Regions from separate parts of the Gossypium hirsutum genome. Here region 1 is linked to region 2. The links are chromatin contacts, called in public Hi-C maps. All regions are on one chromosome and are shown on one strand. The core of a region is the stretch at or near the end of the contact, and the rest is flanking DNA. Distances in the headings are between cores, read along the strand shown. Region 1 holds the start of LOC107888991. Region 2 holds the start of LOC107892617 (phospholipase A I).

What was found. Hi-C and Micro-C count contacts between places; a contact is called where the count stands out from the background.
Region 1: a Hi-C map of leaf shows a contact between it and region 2, with 3 times the contacts expected there. The contact joins the promoter of LOC107888991 here to the promoter of LOC107892617 in region 2.

Annotation. Positions count from the first base shown.
Region 1 is chrA09:59,982,614-59,989,618 of Gossypium_hirsutum_v2.1, forward strand. It overlaps LOC107888991, which reads right to left and starts at 4,460. Exons shown (of 6, transcript XM_016813271.2): 1 at 4,096-4,460; 2 at 2,312-3,647; 3 at 1,905-2,174; 4 at 1,449-1,604; 5 at 1,016-1,148; 6 at 704-845. The coding sequence starts at 4,103. The coding sequence ends at 1,029. It overlaps LOC121206074, which reads right to left and starts at 833. Exons shown (of 2, transcript XM_041076263.1): 1 at 692-833; 2 at 1-519. The coding sequence starts at 730. The coding sequence ends at 202.
Region 2 is chrA09:59,316,130-59,323,030 of Gossypium_hirsutum_v2.1, forward strand. LOC107892617 (phospholipase A I) reads right to left here and starts at 4,315. Exons shown (of 11, transcript XM_041076259.1): 1 at 3,954-4,315; 2 at 3,856-3,951; 3 at 3,546-3,794; 4 at 3,277-3,439; 5 at 2,953-3,213; 6 at 2,739-2,860; 7 at 2,487-2,651; 8 at 2,238-2,406; 9 at 2,023-2,159; 10 at 1,800-1,938; 11 at 1,447-1,716. The coding sequence starts at 4,070. The coding sequence ends at 1,556.

The DNA of each region.
Region 1 (7,005 bases), core at 3,210-5,709, 670 kb after region 2:
ATGTATTTCGAAAAAATAAGTATGGGTTTAGTTATGCAACAATGTTTGCGACTTGTTTCTAATTCCGATTGTCTTCCTAGTAGAATTTACAAAGCCAAGTATTACGCTGGTGGGATCTTTGGCCGCTGATGGTATTAATCATCACTGTGTCAATTATGTATGTCCATTTACTTCTTTAAAGAGTACCGGTGACAATGAAGATTAGTTATTGTTGTTGACGGTAGATTCACTGATTTCAACCAAAAAAATCTGAAAAACTTTCATTATTTGGGTTTTGATTATCAGCCAAATCTTTGTGGCTGTTAATGGGGGCAAAGAGGAAGAAGAAGAGCAATAGCAAAGGCTGTTAGATTTTGATGCATGGCGTTTGACGGTGCCGTTGGAACGATATTCCAACTTCCAGTACCATTGAATCAAAGTGAAAATATATTTCTTTTCATTTTTCCAACGCTGAGCAGCAAAGTGATCGCGGAGCTCCACCCCCCTCAGTATATCGTGAAGACTCCTCAACCCTGCAGCCTGCAAAATTGTTTAAACCATGATGGTAATACTTGAACATGAGAAGCTAGTGTATTCAAAGATCTTGTGCCATATCATGTACTGGCTACAATTGTGAATTACAACACGTCCCGGAAAATTCAGTCATCAATGGAGGGATAGTAGATAAGGAGATGGAAGAGCAGAGCATTACCAGCTTCAGCCGTTGAATCCTACCAGAATGGTGATCCATTTTTATTCAAGGAGAAAGATAATGTGCTTCAATGTGATTAAACAAATAATTTGAAGAAAAAGAATAGCTTTCTACACTTCATTTTCTCTGGTTTAGCCCTTCCTTCCACTGTTCTCTGTTATGGGAGACTAAGATATAAATATAACAGCAATGAATTGTTGAAAGTAACAAATAATTACAGAAGAGGATGACATTTCAGATTAGCTCAAAAATTTGATTTTCAACACTAGATAATATTGTCTTAGCTCTATCAAAATTGTTTTATAGAAATAGAAACATATGAACCTAAAGATTTCTTTCATGGAGCCATCAGCCCATCAATGGTGTAGGAAAGAGATTTTGCCCAGTCTGCTTTGAGTAGCAGCGTCTGTAGTGTTTCCATTACATCATATCCTGGATCAAGTTTCCTTTGCCAACCCTACAAATTTAAACGAGCATCGAAACATGATATAATGGAATTAATTATCATACAGGCATTTCAACAAGTCAAACCTAGGAACATTAGGAAACAATCCCGATATGGGAATACGTTCCCATTCTTAACTTCCAGGCTCAACTAGTCATGATTTATTTTGTTTCCCTCAAAAAGACATAAAGCACAATACATAACATGCAGACAAGGAATTCTCACAAGGGGAAACGGAGTTGAAAAAGACATCTCAATTGGTTGGTCAAAGGCTCTAAATGAAAATTTTGGACTTGCATGAAATGGAGTTACCTCAAGAACCAACATGGTGACCAAAACAGTGCATACGTTGCCATCAATATTGACTTTATGACGCCTTACTTTCTCGAGCAGTTGTTCCATGCATTCAGCCGGATGGACTAGATCACCCTCCGGGGTACCCCAAAAAGTGAATGCTTCATCTACTTCCTGTTAAAATAAGATATTAGAAAACCGAGCAGCAATAACACAGATATAGAGATGAACAAATTATATGGAAAACAAAGGGAGGTTGGATGGTAGAATAAAGATGTAACTTAAGACTATAGATGATAGATCGTTCAGAATTCATCTAAACTGACAAACCAGTATAGATAGGGGGCATAAAAGAAAGCATTTGAAACGGGTAGACTATATGGGAAAATAAGAAGATAACAAAGAAAGCATTTTCCAAACTCCTCAATGTCCTAAAAGCCTTTAGGACAACTCAGATTACGTTATTTACATCACCTCAATAAAAGCCTTTGGGTTCGGGCAGTTTTGTCGCTGTGATAATCTAAGTGTACACTCAGCAGCAGTCTGACCATCTCTTCGAGCAACAGCCTTAAAAAATTCCAATAAATTTATACGATCACTTTTAGAAAGTTCAGCTGTCATGCCTACATCAAGGAAAATGATATGAGGCTTTGACTTAAAGAGCCGTTTTCGAGAAGCCTTGCTATGAGACACCCGAACAAGGATATTTCCAGGATGCATGTCAGCATGAATGAAGTTGTCAACCTGGAAGAAAAGAAGTAATCTTTTGGTTACCAGTATCGTACCAGACTCTTACTTTTCAAATAAACAAGACAATGGGAACCAATAATCATTAATTAAAATTTTACAGAAGCATAAGAAAACCGATTCAAAGCAGTTACCAAAAGCATCTTTAAAAGCGCATGAGTTCCAATATGAGCAAGTTTGGCCTTAACCATATCATATCCTTCAAATTCATCAACATAGCGTGCAACACTTTCCCCTTGTTCATATGTTTCCACTAAAACAGCAGGGTGCACAAGTGGATAGACAGGCTTAGGAAAAGAAACGTCTTTCCAGCTTCGGAAATTATATATAAAACGGTTCAAATTGGCAGCTTCCCTGGCAAGATCAACTTGAGACATCATGAAAACAGCAAATTGCTGGACACTCTCATCCAATCTCAACCAGTTAAGAGTTGGAATGAACTTTGATAATTTCGCCGCCAAGTTGATAATCATAAAATCTCTCCTAATTGATTCACCAACACCAGGATGTCTAACCTTTACTGCAACTAACATGGGCTTGACCCGTTTACCAGGGTAACGGAATCTCAAAGAAGCCCGGTGCACCTGAGCTATACTTCCAGAAGCCACCGGTTCCTCTTCGAAACTGTGAAATATTTCAGAAAGCTTACGGCCAAATGCTCTTTCAATAGTTTTCTTTGTGAAAGCAAAGCTGTGTTCAGGAGCCCTGCTGTGAAGCTCTGAAAGCTTGGTGCATAAATCTTTAGGGAAGAGATCTGGTCGCGTTGCTGCCCATTGACCCCATTTTATGAATGCTGGACCTGCCGTTTCAAGTGTGCGATGCACGACTTCAAGCCATATTTTCCTGAATTTGAGGCCACAAGAGTCGGCAAATGGTGCCATTATTATACTCGGAGAGAACAAAATTGTAAGATAGATAGCCCTCACTAGCAAGATAACACCTTCTATCACTGAAAGTAGTATAGAAGAAACAAAAGCATGACCATCTTGAGCACGACTATACAAAGAATTTGGTGATGGGTAATAATTTGTCTCTGCTACCTTCCTCTGCGACAATGCCAGTCGTCCACCTCCCAAGCCAAAAATACCAGGAACTATCAAGTGAGAGCGGGACAATGCTAAGCTTACTGCTTGAGCCATCCTTATGTAAGGGAATGGATGACAACTCAAAGAACATTTACGGGTGAACTTTTTCCAAGCAACTTGTGCATGATGAGTCACTGCACTACTCGCGGAAAGGAATGAATGGTTCCAGGCAAAATAACCTCGGGATATCCCTTCCTTGGTATTCTGCAATACCCATGGAGCCTTTCCTCCAATGTTGAACCTATAGTGGGAGTACACTCTATACTGCGGCAACCGCAACCCGATAGTAACAACTGTTCCATACTTCCTAAATTCCGAATGGCTCGTTGTTGGATTCGAAATAGCATATTGCGCAGCTTTCCTAATATTGGCAAATGTCAAAAATCTGCATCCCAACAATTCTCTCATCATTTAACAAGTAAATTCTATAAACCCTGGAAGCAATTCTAAATTCTTAATCAGAAAGGGTAAGTATTCAAACTCCAATTGTCAAATTTCAGACAACATGGCACCAAGAATTAATCTTTCTTAATTTAATTCTTTAAATTCAACATACCAAGCTATTGAAAACAGATTTTGCAAGAAGTTCAAACCCTCGATGTAATAATTCATTGTGAAATCCATTCATTAAGGTGATCATCACATAAACCCTAAACTCCCAGAGAAAACGATCGTAGAAAAAGCTTCAAAACACATAAACCCTAAACTCCCACAGAAATCAATCCCAGAAAAAAAAATAACTGAACCCAGGCAAAGTAACCCAGGCAAGAAAAGAAACCCAGAATCTTTTAATTAAAGAAAGCTAAAAAATTGGAAAGGGAAAAGAGATGAACCTGGACATGGAGATATAGAGAAATAAAGGTAAAGAAACGTAGCTTTGAAGACGCTAAAGAGCGAAGACGCTGAATAATAGAATAGGAAGACGACGAAGAGGAAGAAGAAGAAGCTGTTGAATGCATTTTCTCATGGATGTATCCCTTTCTAATTAACAGTCAAAGGTGGCACGCGTTTTCATATTTGCCCGAAAAACCTTCATTCACTTTGCTTTGAATTTGGTAAAACCTAGCGGCGCGAAGAGAAGGACGAAGAAGAAGAGATCGCGGCAACAACCTCAATGGGCTTGTAAGAAGATTGAAGAAAACGTAAAGTGGAGTATTTTTGGACCTAATTTTGATTGGTTCTTGTTTGGGCTTCACGCCATTGCTGTTATTTTGTACAGCCTTGTCTTTAATTGTATTAAAAGCTAAAGTCTCTAGAAGGGCCTAGAAGGTCTGAATGTAGATATTATAATTAAAAGGGTAAACTCCTTTAGGACACTTTCATTTTAGTCCCCCAACTATTAAATTTCTAATGGTTGTTAATTATATACTCACATTATGTTCACACTTTCATTTTGATCACAAAAAAAAAACCACCTTTTAAAGAATTGATTGGGGTAAAAAAAGAAAGAATTAAAGTGAAAAATAGTAAAAACTAAAATAATGCATTAAAAATTATCAAATTTGAACATTGTAAAAAATTTTAATTTTTTTTCAATATTGAAATTTTAAATTTCAAAACATAAAAATCAATTGAATAAATTTTTGAATTTTTTTATCCCTTGATAATGTTAACCGATTTGTTATTGTAATATTGAAATTAATTAAATTAATCTATTTCTAAATTAAAATTTTATTTTATGTTCCATATTATTTTTAATGAAATCAACTTGATAACTCATATTTAAATTTAATAATTTTTCGTGAAACTTAAATTTCTTTTGGTTATATAATCCCAAATCTTCCACACTTAGCTAAAAACAAAGAAAAACATTGCAATCAATTAAATTAATATCTTGTTTAGCATGGAAGATAAAATTAATTAATTTAATTAATCAATTGACACTATCTTGGAGTCCCTCTTTTTCACCAAAGGGTTACTAGTAGCACTCTTCAGTTCGTGGTGGAAAAAGTGTGTGGTAAGCTTCAAAGTTGGGAAGCCAAAAAACTCTCTTTAGCAGGGCGCATCACTTTAGCCCAATCAGTTCTCTTATCTATTCCTAGTTATTTCATGCAGTCCATGATGATACCTAGGAAAATTCGCGATGAGATTGAAAGGTTGGTTAAACAGTTTATCTGGGGATCATCTGAGAGGAAAAAGAATATAGCTCTGGTAAGTTGGGATTCCATTTGTCAACCAAAAGTGTGTGAGGTCTTGGTTTGAGGAATTTTCGAGATCAGAATATATCTTTTTTGATGAAGTTGGGGTTTAAATTGGTGTCTGACAAGGAAGCTTTTTGGGTTTGTGTACTTAGATCGAAATATCAAATGAAGGATGAATTACCAGTTTGTATTGATAGAGATAGGAGTTCTTTTCTTTGGAAGTCTCTTTCCAAAATTTAGGCGTTACTTCGTGAAAACTTACATCAATCTGTTGGGGATGGCCACAAAATTCAGTGCTGGAAGGATAATTGGATTCCCAATATTGGGCCTCTGTTTAGGCATATTTCTCCTGATGTTAATCTGAATTCTAATTGCCTACTGCACGAGATGATTACTGAGGAAGGCTTGTGGAACTTAGACCTCTTCCAAGTTTGGCTATCAGAAGATGTGATCCAGGCTATTAAGGGTATCCCTCCTCCACATCCTTCTGAAGATCCCGATAGAATTTCTTGGAGTCACACTCTGTGTGGTGCTTTTTCTGTTAAATCTGCTTATAAGGCTCTTAGAAAGGAGACTGGAATCTGGAAAATAAGAAATGGAAGAATGTTTGGAAGTTTCTTGGTCCTCAACGGGTTTGTATCTTTATTTGGACAATTTTACAGGGAAGAGTTCTAAGTAATGTAGAAAGAGTTAGGAGGGCTCTTTCAGATGATCCCTCTTGTCTCATTTGTGGGTTTCACTCGAAAGATATTTTGCACATTTTACGAGATTGTCCAGCTGCTAAGGATGTTTGGGCTCAGGTTAATCCAAATAAGTACATTCCATTTTTTTTCTCCATTCTTTCTCAGGATTGGTTTCTTCTTAATATGCAGGTGAATAAGTTGATTCATGAGGGGGCTAGTTGGGCCTGTTTTTTTGGATTGCTTATTTGGCGCATATGGAAAAATAAAAATTTATACATCTTTCAAGGCAAACCTTGGAGCTCAATAAAAATAGTTCAAGGATCTTATAGTTGGGCGATCCATTTCTTCTCTTCATCTCAAGAGATTCAATTAGGATGTCTTGAGCACTTTGTTGAAGTTCATACCTCTGAGGAACGAGTTTATCTTAATACTGATGGGGCAGTGCAACTGGATTCTGGACTTGCTGCAGCTGGGGGAGTTGTTTGTGATAAAAAGGGAAATTAGATTGTTGGATATCATCGATTTCTTGTTAAATGTTCGGTTTTTTATGCGGAGCTTTGGGCATTCTTAATGGCCTCAAACTTATTCAACAAAGGGGTTATGATCATGTTACTATTCATTCTAACAGCTTGGAAGTTGTTAAAGGCATTCTCAGAAGTTCTTCCATTGTCTCAAATTTCGCTTTGATTAGGTGAATCCATAATATTTTGTCTCAAGAAAATCAATGGTTTTTGAGGTATATTCCGATGGAACAAAATCAGGTTGCAAATTGTTTAGCTAAGCAAGCCTTGATCGAGAAAGCAAACTTGCAAGTTCTCGAAGTTCCACCCGAGATGGCTCGTACTTTTATTGATAGGGATAAGTTTATAGGCGTTACTTTCGCTCAAGCATTAATTTTGTAATTATTTAGTGTTGTCTT
Region 2 (6,901 bases), core at 3,065-5,564:
CACGTGTACTTCATGCTAACATGATGTTATTTGTATTATATGTCACATCAAAGAATAATTTTAAAATGATATAAATATAATTTTAAAAAAAATATAAAAAGTTAATAAAAATTCAAAAAAGAACATGAAATATACGAAGATTGTTATGCAAACTGCCATATTTAAAAATTTAAAATTTTTGTTATAATTCTGTTAAAAAAATACTAATTCGATTTTTTGAAAGGTTGAAAGCAAAATTTAATTTAAAAAAATAATAAATTAACAAAAATATAAATTTCGAGGACTAAATTTAGCATTATACCTTAAAAACAAAATACATGATTTTGGCTTACTGTGGTACTATCCTTCTCAACTCAAGTTCAACTATGGTTATTTGAATTGGACGAGCTAGCCAGGTCGAGAATAAACTAATTTATCGGTCCGAACTTGTTGAGTAAGGAAATGGTTGAACTGGATGATTGAATTTTTTTAAAAATATTTTTATGATTTTCTTAATATTTATTTAATTAAACCGGTCAGGTTTTTTGGATTGATAAATTGATAACTTAACCAATTTTACCACTAATTAAAATTTTAAAATCTTGAACTAGGGGCGTTATCAGTTTGGTTTGGTTGGGTTGTTTCGATTTTTTTTTAAATGTCCATAATTTGATTTTGTCCGGTTCTTGATTTTTCTATATTAAATTTTGGTTTTGGATAAACATAATTTGACAAAATGAGGTTTATTTTATGGGTTTTGAATATTATTTGATAAACTTTCAAAAAAAAGAATTCATAAATATTTGAATAAATTTTAAATTATTTTCATTGTTTTAAATAGAACATAATTATTTTTATATCATAAAAACTTAAAATTGAATATATGTTTAATAACAAATATATTTCAATTCGATTTCAAGTTTTTAAATCGATTTTTGGTTTTCTGAAATTTCTTGACATAAGCTGTTCGGCCCCTACTAAAAAACAACGGTTGTTGGGTAATTAAAAAGAAGGTCCCAACTCTACAAATCCATGTGGGCCTAAAATATCTTTCAAATGCATTTTTCAATTGTGGGTCCAATTTTTCATTAAAAAATTTCTGGTCACTGTCTCTTTCAATTTTGAGCTTTTATCCCTAAAATAAATAACTTAAATCTCTTTCAATACAAAAAAAAAATGTTAAATGCAATGGTAACGAAGTAAAAAAAAATATTTTAAAGGATTAACTATGAATTATAAATTTTTAGAGAGTTAAAATGTAATTTTATAAAGTTTTTAAAAATTTAAATGATAAATTTATCATTTTAGGGAGACCAAAATTTTTTTAGCGCATTATATTAATCCAATATATATATAAAATCTTGTTTAATTTTTTAAACGAAAACATGTGATTTTATTGAAAAGATTTAATAAGTTTTTTCTGTTTCAATAATACAAGAATTTTGGATTAAATTATTTCTGAGTGTATAATTGAAGGAGGTGTTGAGTATATTTATTGTAAATTCAAAAGAGGCAACATAATAAGACAGTTCCATCGTCTTGTACTGATCCGACCAGACAAAGATCAAGTGTTTTTTTATTTCTCAGTATCCCTATTAGCAGAGGCTTGAACCAGTGTTTCACATGCTATATTAAAGTATTCCGAATTATTTTCAATGTAATCTTTTGTAGCAGCTTCCAACTTCTGCCAAACTGCTGGATCAGTCTCGTCCAGCTTCATGTCACAACGTTCATCCACTGCAACATTATATCGTATACCAAAACTTCATTATCAAGGATTACATTCGAATACAGTTATGGATACATCCCGGGATTCTTACCTGGATTGAACCGGAAGTAACGGATCTTGGGGTGCATAGGCAACAATGTATTCAGTGTTTCCTCGACTCGGTCCACCGAGCATGCGCTCTCAATCAGCACTTGCCCTGCATCTAGACATCGCCAACCGCCTTTTCGTGCCTGCAACGGAGGAGATAGATAACTCGTAAAATCGATGGCATGGAGTAATGGCTCATTAACCACACAATTCTGATAGGCAGTTACCTTAGTAGGTACGGAACCAGAACCAACGGAAACTAAACAGTCAATTTTAGTATCAGGCCATAGAAGTTGTGCTTCTCTCATTGAAATGATTGCCGGATTATTCGCCATTAAACCACCATCTCGCCACCGGTATACATCTATATAAGAAATGTAACAAGCTTAGGCAAATTTTAAACAAAATTGTATACTAAAAACCAGCAGAAAATAAAAAATACCATCTGAGAAATCATCTAGATAATATGGGGCAGCACAAGATGCTCTTATAGCTTGCCATAGTTGGTATTTACAGCTTCCGATGAGACCACTTTGTTTGTGGCTAACCCGAGCGGTGGTTCCTGAACTTTCAGATGTCACACAAGGTGCCTCCGGTGTTCCCACGGGGTACTGCACATTAAGAATGTATAAATGCATACATTCTGCCATAATGGATGACAAAATAGCAACAGCAACTCTTGACCTCGAACCTGATAATTACGGAATACGAATGGCTGAGCGGGCATAACACTCACTAAAGTCGAGATGAGACAGACTTTTGGAATGTTCTTCACAGCAGACTCGATTAGTCGGTCATCACCATCCTCATCGGCACACAAGTCCTTTAACAACCTCTCTAACTTATCTGGATTGTGCTGCAAATAGTTTCACATGGTCACTAAACATTGTCAAGTAACTCTATCGACATGAATTCGCATATGGTGAAACGAGAAAACTCATACTTTGGATCCTTTTGCAACAACTCTGAAACTTTGTGATGAGCTTTTGTAAAGTTGGTCCAACTTTTCTTTCCAAGTTGCAGAATTGTTATCCTTCCGCACAGGTTCGGAGAAAACGACTTTTCCTACAAATTCAAAAAAGGATAATAGAGTAAACAAAGTGAAACTACAGCTACATATGAACAAATGGTTCATTATGCAGATCATATATAGTTACCGAAATTTTTGTATATTTCTTCCAATCGGTACGCGCTCATCGACTTAATACTAAGTGCAGCAGCGTAAATGCCACCGGTTGATGTCCCACATATAAGGTCAAATAGCTCATGCATTCGTTTTCCGGTTCTGTTCTCGATCTCCTCAAGGATCTGCACAGTTGCAAGACCTTTCATGCCACCTCCATCCAACGATAGTATGCGAATGCCTCGTTTTGGTATCTGTCTCCCTCCAATAGCGCATCGCAAGCTCTCATTCTCTCCTACAAAAGAACATAATATGATGATCCCATGATGTAAAGATTCTCAAAATCCAAGAAACATACCAAGAATTGCCAAAGCACGAGCTGCAGCTTTATTTACTCGTGGGTCGGGCGTGGCCGTCAGCTGCACAAGAAGTTCCCTCAAGCCTTCGACAGCGACAAGTTCATGACGATTCTCCGGACAGAATCCCAAATTCCCAACAGCTAACAAAGCAAGCCTTTGCACCTGATTGAAAACAAAAGGTTCATTCATCATGCATAAACATAACAATTCAAGAATCAATAGAAGAGAATCAATAAAAAAAATCAGAAAGTTATTATTAGTTTATTACCTCTGGGTTTTTATGAACGCAAAGTACTTTTAATGAACTAAGAACATCATTGGTTACCACCATCTCAGCTATGGTATCTGATCTAATAGCCAATGTGACCACAACTTGCAGCACTGAAACCAGATTTTCTGAGACAGAAGAGACCATTAAAACAGCTCCAATAGGTTGCATGATGTCGCATTTCATTAACTTCATTGCCACGGAAACATCAGCAGCAAGTGTGGATAAAGAAGAACAAGCTTGTCGGACCTGACAATATAAGCCGTAAAAAAGCAGACTATGAAACAGAGAACAAGAACATGGAACTTACCACATGGTAGTTGTCGTTGCTTATCATGCTAATGAGCTGCCGTACTGGTTCATCATCTTTACCAACGAGTACACGGTTCCCAACGTCTTGGAGTATTACCTTGGATACTGCAGAGGGCCAGAGGCTATAAAGGGATAATAAGGGAATCTGAAAATGAAAGAGCAAAAGGCACCCAACTTGTGTCCAGATGCAGCAAAATATGAAGTGTTCTCCATCTGCAACACCAACACAACACAACCGGTATTTGCACCGACTCCACCGTCGTGATCCGCCGCGATGCCACCCCACACCGGGTCTACAACCTCCTATATTGTAAACCCAAGAATCTAGATCTTTGAGTTCGTGTTGAAGAATCAAGGGTTGTATAAATAAGGGAAATTGGAGGAAGCTAAGAGGGTGCTTAAAGATTATGGTGAAACGTTTATTTTACATTTCACGGTGATGATTTTTGAGACTGTTAAAAGTGTTTGTCAATGATATCATATATATCAAAAGAAACAACAGAGCTTTCTTGTGGTACCAAAAAAAATATGGGTAAAAATTCTTTCAAAACTTCGAAATTGAGTAAATTAAACTTTTTAAAAAAATTAGACTAATTTAATTTTTATTAATTTTAAAAGTATATAATTAAAGATAATTAATCTTGAGATTAATGATTTTTGCATATAACTTTAATTAATATAATAACAAATTTAATTCTCAAAATGTAATCATTCTGTTTACGTGGCTTTGATTTAACAAATTTAGTCTACAATATTTATGTAAATACTGAGGCTAAATTTGTTAATTTTTTAGAATTAAAATTAAATTAAAAAATATATAAATATTAAGAACTAAATTTATTATTTTACTAATGAAAACTATGTGATTAATTGTCTGATTTTTAAAAACAATAAGGATTAAATTGCTCCGAACTTTTAAGAGAAACCAATTTACTTAATTTTAAAATTGAGAATTACTAGGGGTTGTTTTACCAAAAAAAAAAAACTGTTTTGGGAATGGAGCTTTTGTTTCTAAGTCAATTTGTTTAGAAGGTCATTGTACTATGTATTTTTGTCAAGTTTAGTCTTTTATGGTAATTTGATATTTTTAGTAGTTTAAATATTCCATAAGTCCTTGTACTTTTAATAAATTTAGAATTTAGTTCTTGTACTTTTATTTTCAGAAAATTAGTCCCTCTTTTTTTCTGATTTCAAAATTTAGGTTCAGTTATTAACATTATTATTTTTTTGTTAAATTTATTTATGGGACATTCTAAAATAAAAAAAATCACTTAATAGCCATATAATAATAAAAAAAAGACATTGTAATGAATTTGAATTTTAAAAAATAATTTTAACAGCATTTAGTCTTTTTTTAATTATAATTTGATATTTTTAGTAAGTTAAAAATGCCATGCTATAAGTCCCTGCATTCTTCACAAATTTAAAATTTAGCCCATGTACTTTTATTTCTAAGAATCTATTCATTTACTTTTTAGATTTTAAAATTTAAGTCCAATTGTTAAAACTTGTAAATCTTTTTTGTTAAATTTATTAACGTGATATTTTGAAATAAAAAATATACTCACTTAATAACTATGTAACTTAAAAAAGATATCCTAATGAACTTAAATTTAACAAAATAATGTTAATAATGTTAACTACTAAAACTAAATCTTGAAATATGAAACGTAGAGAAAATAAATTCCTAAAAATAAAAATACAAGGACTAAATTATAAATTAAGAATAAAGTAGAATGAAATATTTAACCTTTTAAGTTCTCTACTTTTTGAAATATATATTTTCAACTAATCAAACTTTTTTTTCATTAATTCCATGAAAGAATTTGATTTTAACTTATTTTAAAATTGGTGAGGTTTTATAGTTAGACAAATATTATATACTTTGTTTTTATCTTTTTTTAAATATGAAAAAGAAACTTTGTAATTATAAAAAAAAAAGGTTACAATGTATATGTTACGTTTAGAAAAATAAGTGGTAAGAATTTAGTTTTAACAAAATTAATCCCTTGAAAATACATATAAAAGAAACTATAGTTAGAATAATGGTAAGGAAAAGGACATGAGACGTTTGAACACATTAATTGTTCAATTTAATACTTATAATAATTAATTTAGAATAAAACATGTAATCTGAGCAAGTTGGAAAATGAAATTGGTTGGGTGTTTAATGTTGGATTCATTGATGGAAGTCAAGATGCAATCACTTTCTCCTTGCTTTATGGAAAGGTAAGGTTGAATGAATGAATGAGACAAATTGGCTGGTTGGTTGGTGTGGTAATGGTGTGTGGGCTAATGGTCAGGCTATGTCACATTAATGTGCTTTGGAACAAGTAAATAATTGTGTGGGTCTAAATTTGTAAACAAATCATTCAATTTCGTAATTATTTTTTTATTGGGTCTAAATTAAATAATTATTTTTATGTTGAGATTTAATTTTTTTTTAAAGTTAATTAATGAATTTAACAATTGTTTCTATATTGAAACTTAAACTTAGTACTTATTCTTATATTGAGACATAAACTTTAAAATTTTTAAAGAGAATATCCAAGACTAACCTAATATATATATATATCAAAAGTAATTTAGCCTGTAGCTCAAACCAAACCAAAACCTTTCCTAAAATGGGATTTAGAACACTTAAAATATTGGTGATTAAAGTTTTGCATGAGTCATGATTTTGGAGTTTAGTGTTGATATCAAAAGCTAAAAGGTGAAGTTTAGTAAATAATTTGCATTATTTAAGTTTTGGTTGATTGTTATTGAATTTCGGATTTAAATTTAGAATCTTTATATTTCAATTAAACCAAATTTAGGAAAAATCTTTTCTAACATTCCCTTTTTACCTATTTTATTTTAAACATGGGGTTAGGATTTATAGATATAAAATTTAGGATTTTAAACATGCTAAGATTATAGAATTCTAAGAGTTAGGGTTTAGATTTTTATAAAATGTATTATTTAAGGCGCAGGGTTTTAGGGTCTACAAATTTAGAGTTTGTATAATAAAAATACAAATTATAAGTAAACTTATATGTATAAAA